5 separate regions of the Mus musculus genome follow, and regions 2, 3, 4 and 5 are each linked to region 1. Evidence: chromatin contacts called from public HiChIP or PLAC-seq and promoter capture Hi-C data. All regions are on one chromosome and are shown on one strand. Each heading gives the region's core, a stretch centred on a gene start, on an enhancer-like site or on the middle of the called end of the contact. The rest is flanking DNA. Distances are from core to core; before and after follow the strand shown.

Region 1 (2,586 bases), core at 37-2,536:
TTGGAAACCGGTGAGGGAGAAGGCGCCTTCTTCGTCCAGCAGGAGCCCAGTCAGGTCCATCGCACTGTCAGCCGCCACCCTGCGAAGGTGGAGGGAAAGGGAAGGAATCGTAAGTGACCCCAGAGCCGTGCTCACCCGTTGGCCCACCTCTCCCGAAAGGGCCACCGCCCGACTGCGCGCAGCCTCCTCCCTTCTCGCAGGCGGCCGTGGGACGCCTCTTCCTGTTCCGCGTGCGACTGGGCCTCCCGGCGCCCGACGACAGGCGCGGCGCTCACCAGGCGAACCAGGAGGTACGAGGGCCAGCAGTGTTCTCAGCCCGTGCCGCGTTCGCTAGGCGTTTATAAGCTGCGGGAGTGAGTGTCACCGACGAGTCTGCGCGCCCGGCAGGAAGTGCCTCCTGCCTTGCCCAACCTGAGAGCTCCGGGTCTCCGGAGCTATGAGCACCGGGGGCAATTGTAATACGGTTCCCAGGGGACCGCGACACACCAAGGGTGAACGCGCTGACCAGGCTTTGTAGTCGTGGTACAGATAGTAACGAGCCTAACACAAAGGCAACGCGGCGAGTTGTTTCCTGGGTTTTAGGGAAGACGCACTCAATCAGCAATGCCCAGGAAAGATGAACAAGAAACTTACCGTAGGTGGGAGAACTGTGAACAAGGTGGGAGGGAATCTGTTGAATCTTTATGCCCCTTAGAAGTTTGAAACTGTAACACTCGAATACATACTGTATTCTGTATGGTTACTCCAGCAATTAAATGATCTCAAAAGATATAAAGCCTCAATGTACGATGTTAAACAGGTCTCCCCAAAGCAAACAGCGCCTGGATGTTTTATTTCCAAACACTCCTTCCACACAATTTGCGGCTGAGAGATTTTGGGAAGAGAGAGGGCCGACGCTCCAAGAAGGAAGAAACAACTTTTCGAAGTTGGTGAAGCTGCTTTGAAGTCATTAAAGTCACGCGCTGGTGTTTGTTTATCCGCTGAGGGGAGGGGACTGGAGGCGAAGAGGGTTGAGTAATGGGGATGGCACCGCCCTTCCCGATCCCAAGCAGATTGTAGTCAAGATCCTGGGGGCCTGAAAGCCCACTCACTGCCTCTGGGCAGTGCCTCACGCGACAAAGAGGTCTCCAGCCGCCCTGTAAACACCGGGAGAAGACCTCAGGCCTCGCAGCCTCAACGCCCGCCCCGGATCACCCCTCCAGCACCCTGGAAGCACACCTTCGTGGGTGCAGGATCACGACAGCGGCCAACGCGCACGCGCGGGCGTCCCATCCGGGCTGTTAGGGCACGTCACGTGGCATCGCGCTTCATCACGTGACGCTTGACCGCAGGTTTTTTTGCTCGCCCGTGCGTGCGCCCCCTTCCGTCTGACGCGCCCCCGGCGGCGGCCGCGCAGCCCTGGCTCCTCGCGGGCTCGGGCAGCGGCTGCGGCGCGGTGATGGCGAGCAGCGGTGGCGGTAACACCGGCGCGGGTGGCACCTCGGGGCTGGGCCTGGGCCTGGGGCTGAGCCTCGGCATGGGTGAGGCCACTGGCGACGCGGAGGAGGAGGCGGCCGCAGCCGAGGCAGTGGGACGTTTAGCTACGTCCCTGTGGCTGCGGCTCCGCGGCTGGGAGGCGGTGCTGGCGGCCGCACAGCGACTGCTGGTTTGGGAGAAGCCGCTGCACAGCCTGGTCACGGCGGCCACACTCAACGGCCTCTTCTGGTAACGGCCACGGAGGAGGGGGCGGGGCCGGGCTGCGCGGGAGAGCGGGGGCGGGAGGACCGGGTGCTCCCTCCCTTGGAGGGCTGTCAGCGTCTGGGGCGGTGATCCTGCACCAGGTGGCCCCATTTTTTAGTCTCTTAGTGACTGGGTGAGGCTTAGAGGGCCATCTCCCCATCCATGGGTCTTTCTGTGATTTTCGATGGATTTGGGAGCCTCAACTGAGATGCCTGTCTCCCTAAGGTTGTTGTCTTCGTCGTCCCTCCGGCCCTTCTTCCTGCTCAGCATCTCACTTTTGACCTATTTTCTACTGGATCTCTGGCATCCTCGCTTTCTCCCTGACGTTTCAGGTGAGTTTCTTCATTCCACATGCACTGTATGCACCTGCTCCGTGCATCACCCTGCTACTTGAGGGGAGGCACAGGAAGGCCATTTATCTCCTAAGGCATCCTGTATGCCCTTCCATCGTTTTTTTTTTTTTTTTTTTTTTTTTTAAGAAAATTGCCTGAAATGAGAATTGTTTCTTTTCCAAAATTAATGTTCTTGTGAGTTTAGTAGTCAAAACTATATAGCATTTAAAGCTGGGTTCAGAAACAGCATATCGTACACCTTGTAGTTGGTGGGTAAAGGGAATGCTCTGGACTTCACATAGTGGTTCAGGCCTGGAAGCGAGAGACAGAGGGATTACTGAAAAATTGAGACCAAGAATGTTAAAGAGAGGCAGCTCTTTCTGACTTTGGATCTGTCTCTAAGTGCTTCTTGTATTCTTAACTTACCCCACACCCTTTTCTCCATAGCACCACCCCCTGAAGAACCACACTCTGACAGGTGAGTATAGGCCACCTTTTAAAGAAGATGCCCAAATGTGGTCTGCTTGCTGTGCTC
Region 2 (2,586 bases), core at 34-2,533, 430 kb before region 1:
GAGTCATCTCACCAGCCCGGTGGTACACACTTTTAATTCCAGCACTTAGAGACAGAAGCAGGCAGGTCTCTTGAGTTCCAGCCTGGTCTACAGAACAAGGTCCAGGACAGTTGGAGCTACACAGAGAAACCCTGTCTCAAACCAACCAAACAACCCAACAACAACAAAAGAAAACGAAACTTCCAATATACATAAAACAGTTCATGAAACAACACTTGGTTATTTTTCCCCCTTTGGGGCAAATTTTCTGTCCCATTTTATTCTTTTTGCTTTATTGGAATAGTCTGAAGCCAGGCCATGTAGGTAGGCAGTCCTTTTTAAAAATACAAATTTAAAAACTTATGGTATGTGTATGGGTGTGTTTCCTGCATATTGTCTGTGTGCCACTTGCATGCTTGGTGCACACAGAGGGGTTTCGGAGGCTGTGAACTTCCCCTCTGGAAGAGCAGCCATCTCTTCAGCCCTTCCTCTTTTTAAAAAATTGTTGTTATTAGTTTAGTTTTTTTGTTTTTTGTTTTTTGTTTTTTGTTTTTTGAGACAGAGTTTGATTATCTACCTCTAGCTGACCTGGAACTTGCTATGTAGACCAGGCTGACCTGGGACTCACAGAGTTCACTTGCCTCTGCCTCACAAATGCTGAAATTAGAGGCTTGCGCAACCATAACTGGTTCAAAATCCTTAATGCCTGCACTCTGGAGGTTGGGGCAGGAAGGTGGAGGATTGAGCCCAGCCTGGCCTACACGTCTTCAAACAAAACAAAACGGGAAAAAGAAAACAAAATCAAATCCCCAAATCTGTTCTCAAAAGCAGAAATGATACTCTTAAAAAAAAAAAATCCCTAATACCGCAATTTGTTTTGTTTTTCCTCCTCTCTGGGCCTCACGTGACTGCTGTCCCAGGTCCACAATCAGCTTCAGCCTCTGGGGAACAGCAGCGCGTTCCCGGGCCATCTGGAAAGTGAGGGACACCAGAGATGGCGCTCTGCAGGTCAAGCAAAGGCAAGCCTAGCTGGGTGGGGCCTGAGGGACTTGGAAGTTGACTGCTGTGCTCCATCTCACGACTGAGAGCCAGCGAAGTTCTTGAGAGTCCGTGGATGAGGAGGCTGCTAACTCCAGAGAGCTCCCTAGTTCATCTTGTCCACCTCTGCCTGCCTTCTTAGTAGAGGTCTTGCAGCTGGAGAAGGCGGCGTTTGTGTGTTCAGGACAGATCCTGATTGGAAGGGGTTATGAAAGGATCTGGCTAGTCCTCTATTGGCCCGCCCCGGGACCACCTCTGCCTTTAAAGTCGCCAGGTCGCAAAGCCCGAGTTCTGTCTGCCTCCTTGCCTGGATAGGGCTCATAGTCTCTGGATCTAAACTCTTGGCTTCTCGGGCACGATCCATGGCTGCGTGGAGCCGCACGAGGCTGAGATGGACGCTCCTGGACCCGCGTGTGGTGGGCCGTGGCCTCTGCCCACAAGGGGCCAGAGCCAAGGCCACGATCCCTGCAGCCCTCCAGGCACAGGAGAGTACGGAGGGTCCAGGAACAGGTCAAGACCGGCCGCGCCTGCGGAGTCCGGCGGAGCTTCCGGGGACCGGAACGCTACAATTTTTATTCCAGCTATTTCTACAAGGCTATGTGCTGCACTTGCCCGACCTCCAGGTAACCATCGGACAGAGGCATCGCCACCTGGGTCTGGGCACTGGGACAGAAAAAGAAGCTGGCTATGGGAGAGAAGAGGGATAAACAGTAAATAGAACTTAGCTCGCCACTGTCTGAGGCTCGAGCCATAAACTGGAAGGGCATGCAGGGTGCAGAGAGAATCCTTTGAGCTAAAACAGGCGATGGGTGTCACCGATCAAGAGATCATCATCAATGTGGTGGGCACAAGTTGGGAAAGGAAGAGGTTGCGTTGGGAGAGAATGACTCATGCTAGTGTATACAGTGCCCGGTGTTGGGGGAACCCTGTTACTTCAGAGATGCCATTCCCCTCCTGCTTCTTCCAAAGGAGTTAACTTTGGAAGCTACTTTGCAATCTGTAGGACACATTTGTCCACAGAAGAAAAAAACAAAAAACAAAAAAAGATTGCTTCTCAGGGAGTGAAAGAAAACACATTAGGGAGCAGGCAAAGGAATTTCTGATGTAATTGCACCTCGACACCCTGCCAGACGGAGAGGAGGGTGAGGATGGGGACAGAGAAAGAGAAATCCAGCAGCCAGGAAAGTTTGTCTGTGTAGCTATCCCTGTCAGACTCAGGAGGTACTGAGAGATGATTTAAAATAACAAAGCAAAACAAACCATTCCCTGGGACTGGAGAGAGGGCTCCATGGTTAGGAGGACATCTCTCTTTTCCAGAGGACCTGAGTCAGTCAGCACCCTTGTCAGTCAGTTTACAACCACCCAGGGGAATCTGATGTCTCTGCCCTTCCAGGACCATGCACTCATGAGCACATACCTGCTGACACACACGTGCATAGTTAAAAAGAATACAAATTGTAAGCAAGCAAGCAAGCAAGCAAGCAAGCAAGCAAGCAAGCAAGCAAGCAAGCAGGAAGCCTGGCATGGTGGCGCAACACTTACCTTTAATCCCAGAAATCAGGAGGGAGA
Region 3 (2,586 bases), core at 48-2,547, 360 kb after region 1:
ACGTCAGCACCACCTCCTCCCCTCGCAGCACCCACTGGGACTGGGGCCCCGTCAGGAACTTCGGGGCGCCCTCCCCGGTGCCCGGTGTTGGCAGCGGACACTCGGAGGACTCGGGCTCCGGCTCGGGGGCCGGGGGTTCCAGCACGGTGACGGCGGCCGCCGCGTAGGCCTCTCCGGCCGCGTTGCGGGCGCGGCACACGTAGACCCCGGCGTCGGTGGGCAGCGCGCCGCTCAGCAGCAGGCCGTGCTCGGCGCCGTCCTCCGGAAAGCTTAGGCGCTCGGAGGCCACCAGCTGCTGCCCGCCTTTCTCCCACACGACAGTGGGCGGCGGCTCTCCCAGGACCACGCATTTGAGCTCGGCCTCCGCTCCACTTACCACCCGCACGGGCCGCGGGAAGCGTAGGAAACACGGGGGGCTCCCCTGATCCCCTGATCCGGCCTTCATTGCGGCCGCTGCAGATGGCTCGCCTGGGCGCGCGGGAAGGCCGGGAGCCGAGACCAGGGCGTGGCGGAGCGGGCGCCGGGACCGGTGGGACTCCTGTGACCGCTCGCCTCTTTACCCTGGACCCTGGCCGCAGCCCTGCTACGCGGCAATTCCCGGGCCGGGAGCCCAGAGCTCAGGGGGCTGTCCTTCCTGTTTGCCTGCTCAGCGAGGGGCCCTACAGCCTAGACTGCCCGCGGCCGGGCTTCCTGCTCTTGGGAGTCTCTCTTTCCAGCCCCCTCCCACAGCCTGGGCCTCTTTCTCCTCCCTCCCTCCCACCTCCGGCCTCCAGGTCTCCAACTGCGGGCCTGGCTTGGGCTTGAGTGACTTTGTCGCCTGCAGCTGCCAATCCCAAAAATATTCTCTGATGACACAGCTGGAGGACAAGAGCTCAGACTGGCTCCTCCAGGCTAAGTATAGAGCAGGCGGGACCACCTGCCCTCGGCCCAGAGCCTCAACCCTAGGTCTACCCTCCCACGTTGGCCTAGCAGCTGCTAGGATTGAAAAGAGCGCCAGAAAGTCTGAGGGGGGTGGTGCATTCTGTCCTTCTGACAAATGATTTGATGACTGGTCAACCTTAAGCACCCAGGCACCTGTGGTACCTGATGTAGATTCTATGTGTGTGTGTGTGTGTGTGTGTGTGTGTGTGTGTGTGTGTGTGTGTGTGTATTTGAGGAGTGGGTTGTATGCTTGCCTGAATGGGTCAGGTCACTTGGGGTGAATACCCATCACAGCCCCTTCCCCCACATTCTTGGCGGGAGTGGGAGATAAGGCTCAGGGCCACAGACATCTGCGTCAGAGATAGGAGGTCTCAATGCCATGGGCAGGGGCGACTGGGACTGTGGGGCGTGGGAAGGACTGGGGGAGACTGGGGTGAGAAGGGTAGAAGAAGGCCAGCAGTGGGATGGGGAGGGGACAGTGGGGAGGTCCTAGACAGAAAGGGCACAGGGCAGCGTGTGGGTTCCCTGTCATCAGGGCAAGTGAACTATGGTGAGCCAGCGGTCTCTGCTGCTCCTTTTGCTGTTGACCCTACGGGATGTGGACAGCTGCCAGGGACCCGAACTTGTCCGGGAGCTCGTCCTGGCCAAGGTGAAGGCTCTATTCCTAGATGCCTTGGGGCCCCCAGCAATGGATGGGGAAGGTGGGGATCCTGGAATAAGGCGTCTGCCTCGAAGACATGCCGTTGGGGGTTTCATGCACAGGACCTCTGAACCAGAGGAGGAAGATGTCTCCCAGGCTATCCTTTTCCCAGCTACAGGTAATGAAGTTGGGGATTGGCAGGTCAACTTTGAAGAGTAGCCGGTACCTACTTCATGGGCTTGGGAATCAGGCAGCTCTGGGTATGAATGGCAGCCCCACAACTCAGCTGGCTTTGCGGCAAGGGGCCAGTTCCTAAGCCCCTCTGATCGACATCAAACAGGTGGTAGCCTCTACCTCAACATCAGATAGGTGGTAGCCTCTACTTCTCAAGCGGGACTGATCCAGTGAGCCTAGCATGCCTGGAATACAAAAGGGGAAGCTAAGGCTCTGTAGAGACAGCTTCTGTTGCTGCCTGTGGTCTGTCCTGCGTTTTGTGCCCCCTACTCTCCCCAAGCCCCATCTGGCTCACTCTGAGGTCTCCTCGCTTCCCTGCCTTCATCTCCAGGCAGCGTAGTAGTAGTACCGAAAGTATGGATTTCATATCAAGTGGAATCCCAGTCTTGCCACTTACTAGCTGACTGTCAGCCGCCTCAGTGTCTTGTCTTGAGAATGGATCAGTTGTTAGAATTTGTAACGCGAGGGACTGTGTTCTAGTACGGCCCCAATTGCAGTCTTGACTACAGCTGGCCCATAATATTTCCCATAGTCTGTGTCCACTGGACCAGAAATGGCAGCTACACTTCCCTGGGAAGGGCTGACCTCTGCTCTCTTCTCCTTTCCCTTCCATTCTTTCTCTTTTCCTCCTCCTCTGTCTTCGTTAGTTTATGCATATGCCTGGAAATGCGGGGAGGTCAGAGGTTGACCCTGAACATCTTCCTTAGTCACTCTCCACCATTGTTTTTGAGTCAGTCTCTCACTGAACCAGGACCTCACTAATTAGTTAGCCTGACGGGTGTCTGTCTCCT
Region 4 (2,586 bases), core at 32-2,531, 310 kb after region 1:
GCTGCCGTTTCCCTCAGATCGATTCCCTTCTCACTTTTTTTTTTCAGCTGCTGGTTCCGCGGCTTGGATCGATGGAGCCGCCTCCCCCTCCCCTCTGAGCTTCCTCTCCCTGCTGCTCATTAGCACCCCGATTAATCAGCCCCCCTCTCCTCCCAGGACAAGTGCTTCCTCTCCCCCATGAGGACTCACACTTTTACACACCCCCAGGGGCCACAAGTGGACCATTTTTGCTACCCCCAAGCGGGAGGTGCCAACGTACCCCCCTCCCGGTGAGCCAATAGGGGCTTCCACTTCCTCTCGTGATGGTAACCCATGTGTCTGATTTCCCTCCAAGATAGCAGCCTGCAAGGCAACCCTGTCTAGCTCTGCCAGAGGACAGGACATTCTGGGCACTGATTTCCTTAGCATAGTATTTCCATTGAAGCCCCCACTCACCTTCCCACCGGCTCTAATAGCTCTCCTGGGCGCTTCATTTCCTTCTACCCTGCCTCTGAGCTCTTAGCTCCCCGGCCTGGCTCATCCAGATTCCCCTCCTCTCCCCCAAGCCTTGTCATAGCAAGGGATTTGGAGACTAAAGGACTAGTAAAGTGGCTACAGACAAGTGAGCCAGGCAGGGTGGCCTCTGCTTCAGTCACAAGAATGACTGAACCTGGGATATGGGGCAAAGTCAGAAAAAGGGAACCAGGGTCCCTCCTGGAAGGGGTAGGGATGCGGTGGATGTTGAAATCAGCAGCAAGGCTCTAGGGGAGGGGAGTCTGAGTGAAGCCACAGTTGTCTCTTCATCTCTCTTGCCTGCCCTCCCCTTCCTTCCCTCCCTCATTCAAACAAGTGGCTCTCACAAGGAGTTGCTGGAAGCTGCTTTGAGTGGGGCAGTGAGATCCCTGGAAGGCTGGAGTCAGGAGTCAAGGAAGCTGGGAAGTGGGGTTGATTGACCCTTCGTGGGGTGTGGTCCAGAAGAAGTGGCAAGGAATGGGCTGAGAAGTCAGCATAGCACCATTCCCAGTTTGGCCCGAGACTAGGCTATCCGTGGCCCCCACGCTTGACTAAGGTACAGCGAGAGAGTTTCAGAAGCACCCCTGATCCTGGAATCTCCATCCTGGGCTGGGGTAGGGTGGGGCTTTTCCCTCCCTGGCCTGGCTCCTGCCTCCCGTGCCAGTGCCCGACGGTGAAACGCTGTTGACATGTCCTGAATTATTAAGCACGGGGTGGGCTCCAGAGCACATGCTGAGCGGAGCGGCTGGGGCTGCGCGGCGTGGCGGAGCAGCGCTTGCTCCCTCGCTCACTCGCTTGCTCGCAGGGACACACGCAGGGGCTGACAGCTGTGCGGGTGCTGATAAGGGAAGCCACAAGGAGACGATCGAGGAGAGAGACAAGCGGCAGCAGAGGCAGCAGCGGCAGAGGCAGCGCCGGGGCTGCGGAGCTGCTGGGAGTGGGAGTGACGCCCCCACCTCGGGCCCCCACCCTGTCCCCGTCCTCCTCCTGGTTGCCCTGAGTTTAGAAGAGCAGCCGCTGCCGCCACCACCACTCCGGAGGGCACCAGGGCTGCTGTCCAGGGAGGGACAGTAGCAGTGAGGCTCTGGCCAGTCCCAGCAGCCGGGGACAGATGCCGATCGAGATTGTGTGCAAAATCAAATTTGCTGAGGAGGATGCAAAACCCAAGGAGAAGGAGGCAGGGGATGAACAGAGCCTCCTGGGGGCTGCTCAGGGGCCAGCAGCCCCTCGGGACCTGGCCACCTTTGCCAGCACCAGCACTCTGCATGGGCTGGGCCGGGCCTGTGGCCCTGGCCCCCATGGACTGCGCAGAACCCTGTGGGCACTGGCCCTACTCACCTCACTGGCTGCCTTTCTGTACCAGGCAGCCAGCCTGGCCAGGGGCTACCTGACCCGGCCTCACCTGGTAGCCATGGACCCTGCTGCCCCAGCCCCAGTGGCGGGTTTTCCGGCTGTCACCCTCTGCAACATCAACCGCTTCCGGCACTCGGCACTCAGCGATGCTGATATCTTCCACCTGGCCAATCTGACAGGGCTGCCCCCCAAAGACCGGGACGGGCACCGTGCAGCTGGCCTTCGCTATCCAGAGCCTGACATGGTAGACATCCTCAACCGCACTGGCCACCAGCTTGCTGACATGCTCAAGAGCTGCAACTTCAGTGGGCACCACTGCTCCGCCAGCAACTTCTCTGTGGTGAGTTCTACCAGCTGGGCCACCTGAACCTGGGGTGGCCAGAAGCTAAGGTGGGGGGTGGAGGGTAGTACGTGAGGGTATCCTCAACAGGGCTTCCCTTCCTTCTGCCACCAGAGGCGGGCCTCGTGTCTCCCTCAGCTGGTGTTTCCCTCTGGCTCCTCAGTCCAGGAGCAGTGGATGCTCAGAAGGGCTTACCCCGTGGCACAGCTCCTTCTCCTCCTCTTCTGCTGCTGCTGCTGCTGCTGCTGCAGTGTTCAAGGTTCAGGGGCCAGGGCTATTCCTCGGGATGGACTCAGGGCCCTGAAGCTGGTCTTCATCCCAAGGCCAGACAGACTGAGCCCCACTTTGTTCTTGTTCTCCTTTTCTTCGGGGGCTACTGGATTCTTCTTCCCACCAAATCA
Region 5 (2,586 bases), core at 52-2,551, 290 kb before region 1:
CAATGCCTAAGGTTCACTAAGACTCCTGGAAGGGAAGCCACAGACAGCAGACTGGAGGGTCCTACAAGACACACTGAAGTGGCCCAGGACAAGCGGTTCTCACAACCTGCCGATAAGGCTCAAAGTCTGGGATCAAGGCCTATGTGGTCCGTAGCAGGAATGGAGGGGTCCAGAGAAACCGGCAGCTCCCAGTATAATAGCTGGCAGCTGGAGTGGGAACAGCTAGAGTCTGAGCACAAGGAAGCTGTCTACTGGTTAAAATCCATCTCAACTAGGACCCCGGATCTTGACTGGAAGTTGAGCCAACCGATTTCCACACAGTAGACCCCAGACTGGGGCCTTCAACTAAACCAATTTCCAGAGTTCCCTGGAGTCCAACCATCCATCACGCATGCAAGGGTGAGATGAATGTGTTGTTGGGACAACCAATCAAAAATGAGCTGTCCAGGGGTCAGAGTCAGAAGCAGGGAATCAAGTACAGACTCATTAGGTTGTCTTTAGACTTCCCCCTGTTCCTGCTCCGTGAAGCAAAGACACACATCCTTCCCTCTGCCAAGGAGAAAGGGTGCATTTGCTCGGTTGCTCAGAGTCTCACACACTAGCATTCTCTTACAGATCAGGAATGAGCCTGCAGCAGTCTCCTCCACCCCACCCTACCCCCGTCCCCAAGGGGGGGGGGGCGATGAAGAGGATAGCAAGCGGACATCCAGATGGGCGAAGCCGGAAGGTGCAACTGGGGTGTCTCGATGAGGGCAAGCTGCCATATTGCCCACTAAACAAACTCAAAGGTGAGCGAATGATAGGCTGTTCCCATGGCTTCTATACTGCGGCTTGGACCCAGTGTATCACAGTGTATCAAAACATTCAGACCCATGGTCTTGGGATCTGGAGGAAGAGATGGGAAGGACCATTTTCACCTCACTTCAACCCCCTGCTCAGCCAGAAAAAGAGACCTCAGAATCACACACACCCCCTCTCTCCTTTTCCTCCTTTCCCCCCTTTTCCCCCTTTGGGAAAAGGTAAGGGACTGAAGACTCCAGGCGGTGGGTAAGGCGGTACAGTAGATTAGTATGCAACATCCTATTGGTTAGAGGAGCTGCCGATCAAAGAAAACTAGAGTCAGGATTGGCTGCGTGAGGCGGGGCGCGGCGTGGCGAAAGAAGGGGCCCAAGGGGTGGGGCTGACGCTGCAGCTGGCGCAGCTTCGGCTCAGAGCAGCCGCCGCGGCGCAGCAGAGCGGCTCCATCCCCCGCCCGTCCGCGCGCCCGGGCCGGGGCTAGGCCCCCCACCGCCGGGTCCCCCGGGGCTGCAGCAGCAGCGGCGCCGCCCGCGGTTCCCGCTGGGGCCCGGGCGCCGGCCCCGCTCTGCAGGATGGGCACGGTGCTGTCGCTTTCCCCTGCTTCCTCGGCCAAGGGCCGGAGGCCGGGAGGGCTGCCGGAGGAGAAAAAGAAGGCGCCGCCCGCGGGGGACGAGGCGCTGGGGGGCTACGGCGCGCCGCCGGCCGGCAAGGGCGGCAAAGGCGAGAGCCGGCTCAAACGGCCGTCCGTGCTCATCTCGGCGCTCACCTGGAAGCGCCTAGTGGCAGCCTCGGCCAAGAAGAAGAAAGGCAGCAAAAAGGTGACGCCCAAGCCAGCGTCCACCGGTCCCGACCCTCTGGTCCAGCAACGCAACCGCGAGAACCTTCTCCGCAAGGGCCGCGACGGCCCCGACGGTGGCGGAACAGCCAAGCCCCTGGCCGTGCCGGTGCCCACGGTGCCCACGACCGCTGCCACCTGCGAGCCCCCGTCGGGGGGCAGCGCAGCCGCCCCTCCACCAGGCTCAGGCGGGGGAAAGCCGCCGCCGCCGCCACCCCCAGCCCCGCAGGCGGCACCGCCGGCGCCCGGAGGCTCGCCGCGGCGGGTCATCGTGCAGGCGTCTACCGGCGAGCTGCTCCGCTGCCTCGGCGACTTCGTGTGCCGACGCTGCTACCGCCTCAAGGAGCTGAGCCCCGGCGAGCTGGTGGGCTGGTTCCGCGGCGTGGACCGCTCGCTGCTGCTGCAGGGCTGGCAAGACCAGGCCTTCATTACCCCCGCCAACCTGGTGTTCGTGTACCTGCTGTGCCGGGAGTCGCTTCGTGGGGACGAGCTGGCGTCGGCCGCGGAACTGCAGGCCGCCTTCCTCACCTGCCTCTACCTCGCCTACTCCTACATGGGCAACGAGATCTCCTACCCGCTCAAGCCGTTCCTCGTGGAGCCCGACAAGGAGCGCTTCTGGCAGCGCTGCCTGCGCCTCATCCAGCGGCTCAGCCCGCAGATGCTGCGACTCAACGCCGACCCCCACTTCTTCACGCAAGTCTTTCAAGACCTCAAGAACGAGGGCGAGGCCGCGGCGAGCACCGGGGGTCCACCGAGCGGAAGCAGCGCGTCCACCACCTCCTCCTCGAGCGCCAGGGACAGCTGCGCGACCGGAGCCAAGCACTGGACTATGAACTTGGACCGCTAGGGATTCCCAGGGGCCGCGCCCGCCCCCCGCCCCAGCCCCTCACACACACCCGGAAACCCCGGGACCATCAAGCCACCGTCGCTATTACCGCTGCTCTATGCCCAGG

Evidence for each region. Promoter capture Hi-C pulls out the DNA fragments that hold promoters and counts their contacts. HiChIP or PLAC-seq counts read pairs in DNA pulled down with a chosen protein or histone mark. Capture Hi-C pulls out chosen DNA fragments and counts their contacts.
Region 2: a promoter capture Hi-C map of adipose tissue shows a contact between it and region 1. The contact joins the promoter of Cyp27a1 here to the promoter of Cnppd1 in region 1. A contact is called at or near these places in 6 of 39 promoter capture datasets (the C10 cell line, embryonic stem cells, hippocampal neurons and 1 more), 2 of 115 datasets of contacts at active chromatin or transcription factors (both in bone marrow-derived macrophages) and 2 of 9 other capture datasets (adipose tissue and liver).
Region 3: a promoter capture Hi-C map of adipose tissue shows a contact between it and region 1. The contact joins the promoter of Inha here to the promoter of Cnppd1 in region 1. A contact is called at or near these places in 3 of 39 promoter capture datasets (the 3T3-L1 cell line, 3T3-L1-derived adipocytes and pre-B cells), 1 of 484 Hi-C or Micro-C datasets (erythroblasts), 3 of 115 datasets of contacts at active chromatin or transcription factors (double positive thymocytes, embryonic stem cells and extraembryonic endoderm stem cells) and 3 of 9 other capture datasets (adipose tissue, liver and pancreatic islet).
Region 4: a promoter capture Hi-C map of embryonic stem cells shows a contact between it and region 1. The contact joins the promoter of Asic4 here to the promoter of Cnppd1 in region 1. A contact is called at or near these places in 13 of 39 promoter capture datasets (the 3T3-L1 cell line, 3T3-L1-derived adipocytes, the C10 cell line and 7 more), 9 of 484 Hi-C or Micro-C datasets (the G1E-ER4 cell line, the HL-1 cell line, cortical neurons and 3 more), 5 of 115 datasets of contacts at active chromatin or transcription factors (embryonic forebrain, embryonic stem cells, neural progenitor cells and 1 more) and 2 of 9 other capture datasets (adipose tissue and liver).
Region 5: an HNF4G HiChIP or PLAC-seq map of pancreatic cancer cells shows a contact between it and region 1. The contact joins the promoter of Cdk5r2 here to the promoter of Cnppd1 in region 1. A contact is called at or near these places in 5 of 39 promoter capture datasets (cranial neural crest, embryonic stem cells, frontonasal cranial neural crest and 2 more), 4 of 115 datasets of contacts at active chromatin or transcription factors (embryonic limb bud, embryonic stem cells, forebrain and 1 more) and 2 of 9 other capture datasets (adipose tissue and pancreatic islet).

What each region holds. Positions count from the first base shown.
Region 1 is chr1:75,141,425-75,144,010 of GRCm38.p6, forward strand. It overlaps Cnppd1 (cyclin Pas1/PHO80 domain containing 1), which reads right to left and starts at 1,287. Exons shown (of 10, transcript NM_026977.3): 1 at 1,219-1,287; 2 at 634-1,136; 3 at 1-79. The coding sequence starts at 60. It overlaps Retreg2 (reticulophagy regulator family member 2), which reads left to right and starts at 1,362. Exons shown (of 9, transcript NM_170755.2): 1 at 1,362-1,704; 2 at 1,945-2,051; 3 at 2,499-2,529. The coding sequence starts at 1,439.
Region 2 is chr1:74,712,252-74,714,837 of GRCm38.p6, forward strand. Cyp27a1 (cytochrome P450, family 27, subfamily a, polypeptide 1) reads left to right here and starts at 1,284. Exons shown (of 9, transcript NM_024264.5): 1 at 1,284-1,640. The coding sequence starts at 1,380.
Region 3 is chr1:75,505,780-75,508,365 of GRCm38.p6, forward strand. It overlaps Inha (inhibin alpha), which reads left to right and starts at 1,298. Exons shown (of 2, transcript NM_010564.5): 1 at 1,298-1,739. The coding sequence starts at 1,469. It overlaps Obsl1 (obscurin-like 1), which reads right to left and starts at 673. Exons shown (of 20, transcript NM_178884.5): 1 at 1-673. The coding sequence starts at 445.
Region 4 is chr1:75,449,229-75,451,814 of GRCm38.p6, forward strand. It overlaps Asic4 (acid-sensing (proton-gated) ion channel family member 4), which reads left to right and starts at 1,282. Exons shown (of 10, transcript NM_183022.3): 1 at 1,282-2,185. The coding sequence starts at 1,604.
Region 5 is chr1:74,853,728-74,856,313 of GRCm38.p6, forward strand. It overlaps Cdk5r2 (cyclin-dependent kinase 5, regulatory subunit 2 (p39)), which reads left to right and starts at 1,302. Exons shown (of 1, transcript NM_009872.3): 1 at 1,302-2,586. The coding sequence starts at 1,371. The coding sequence ends at 2,480. Gm16582 (predicted gene 16582) reads left to right here. Exons shown (of 4, transcript NR_151618.1): 2 at 616-788.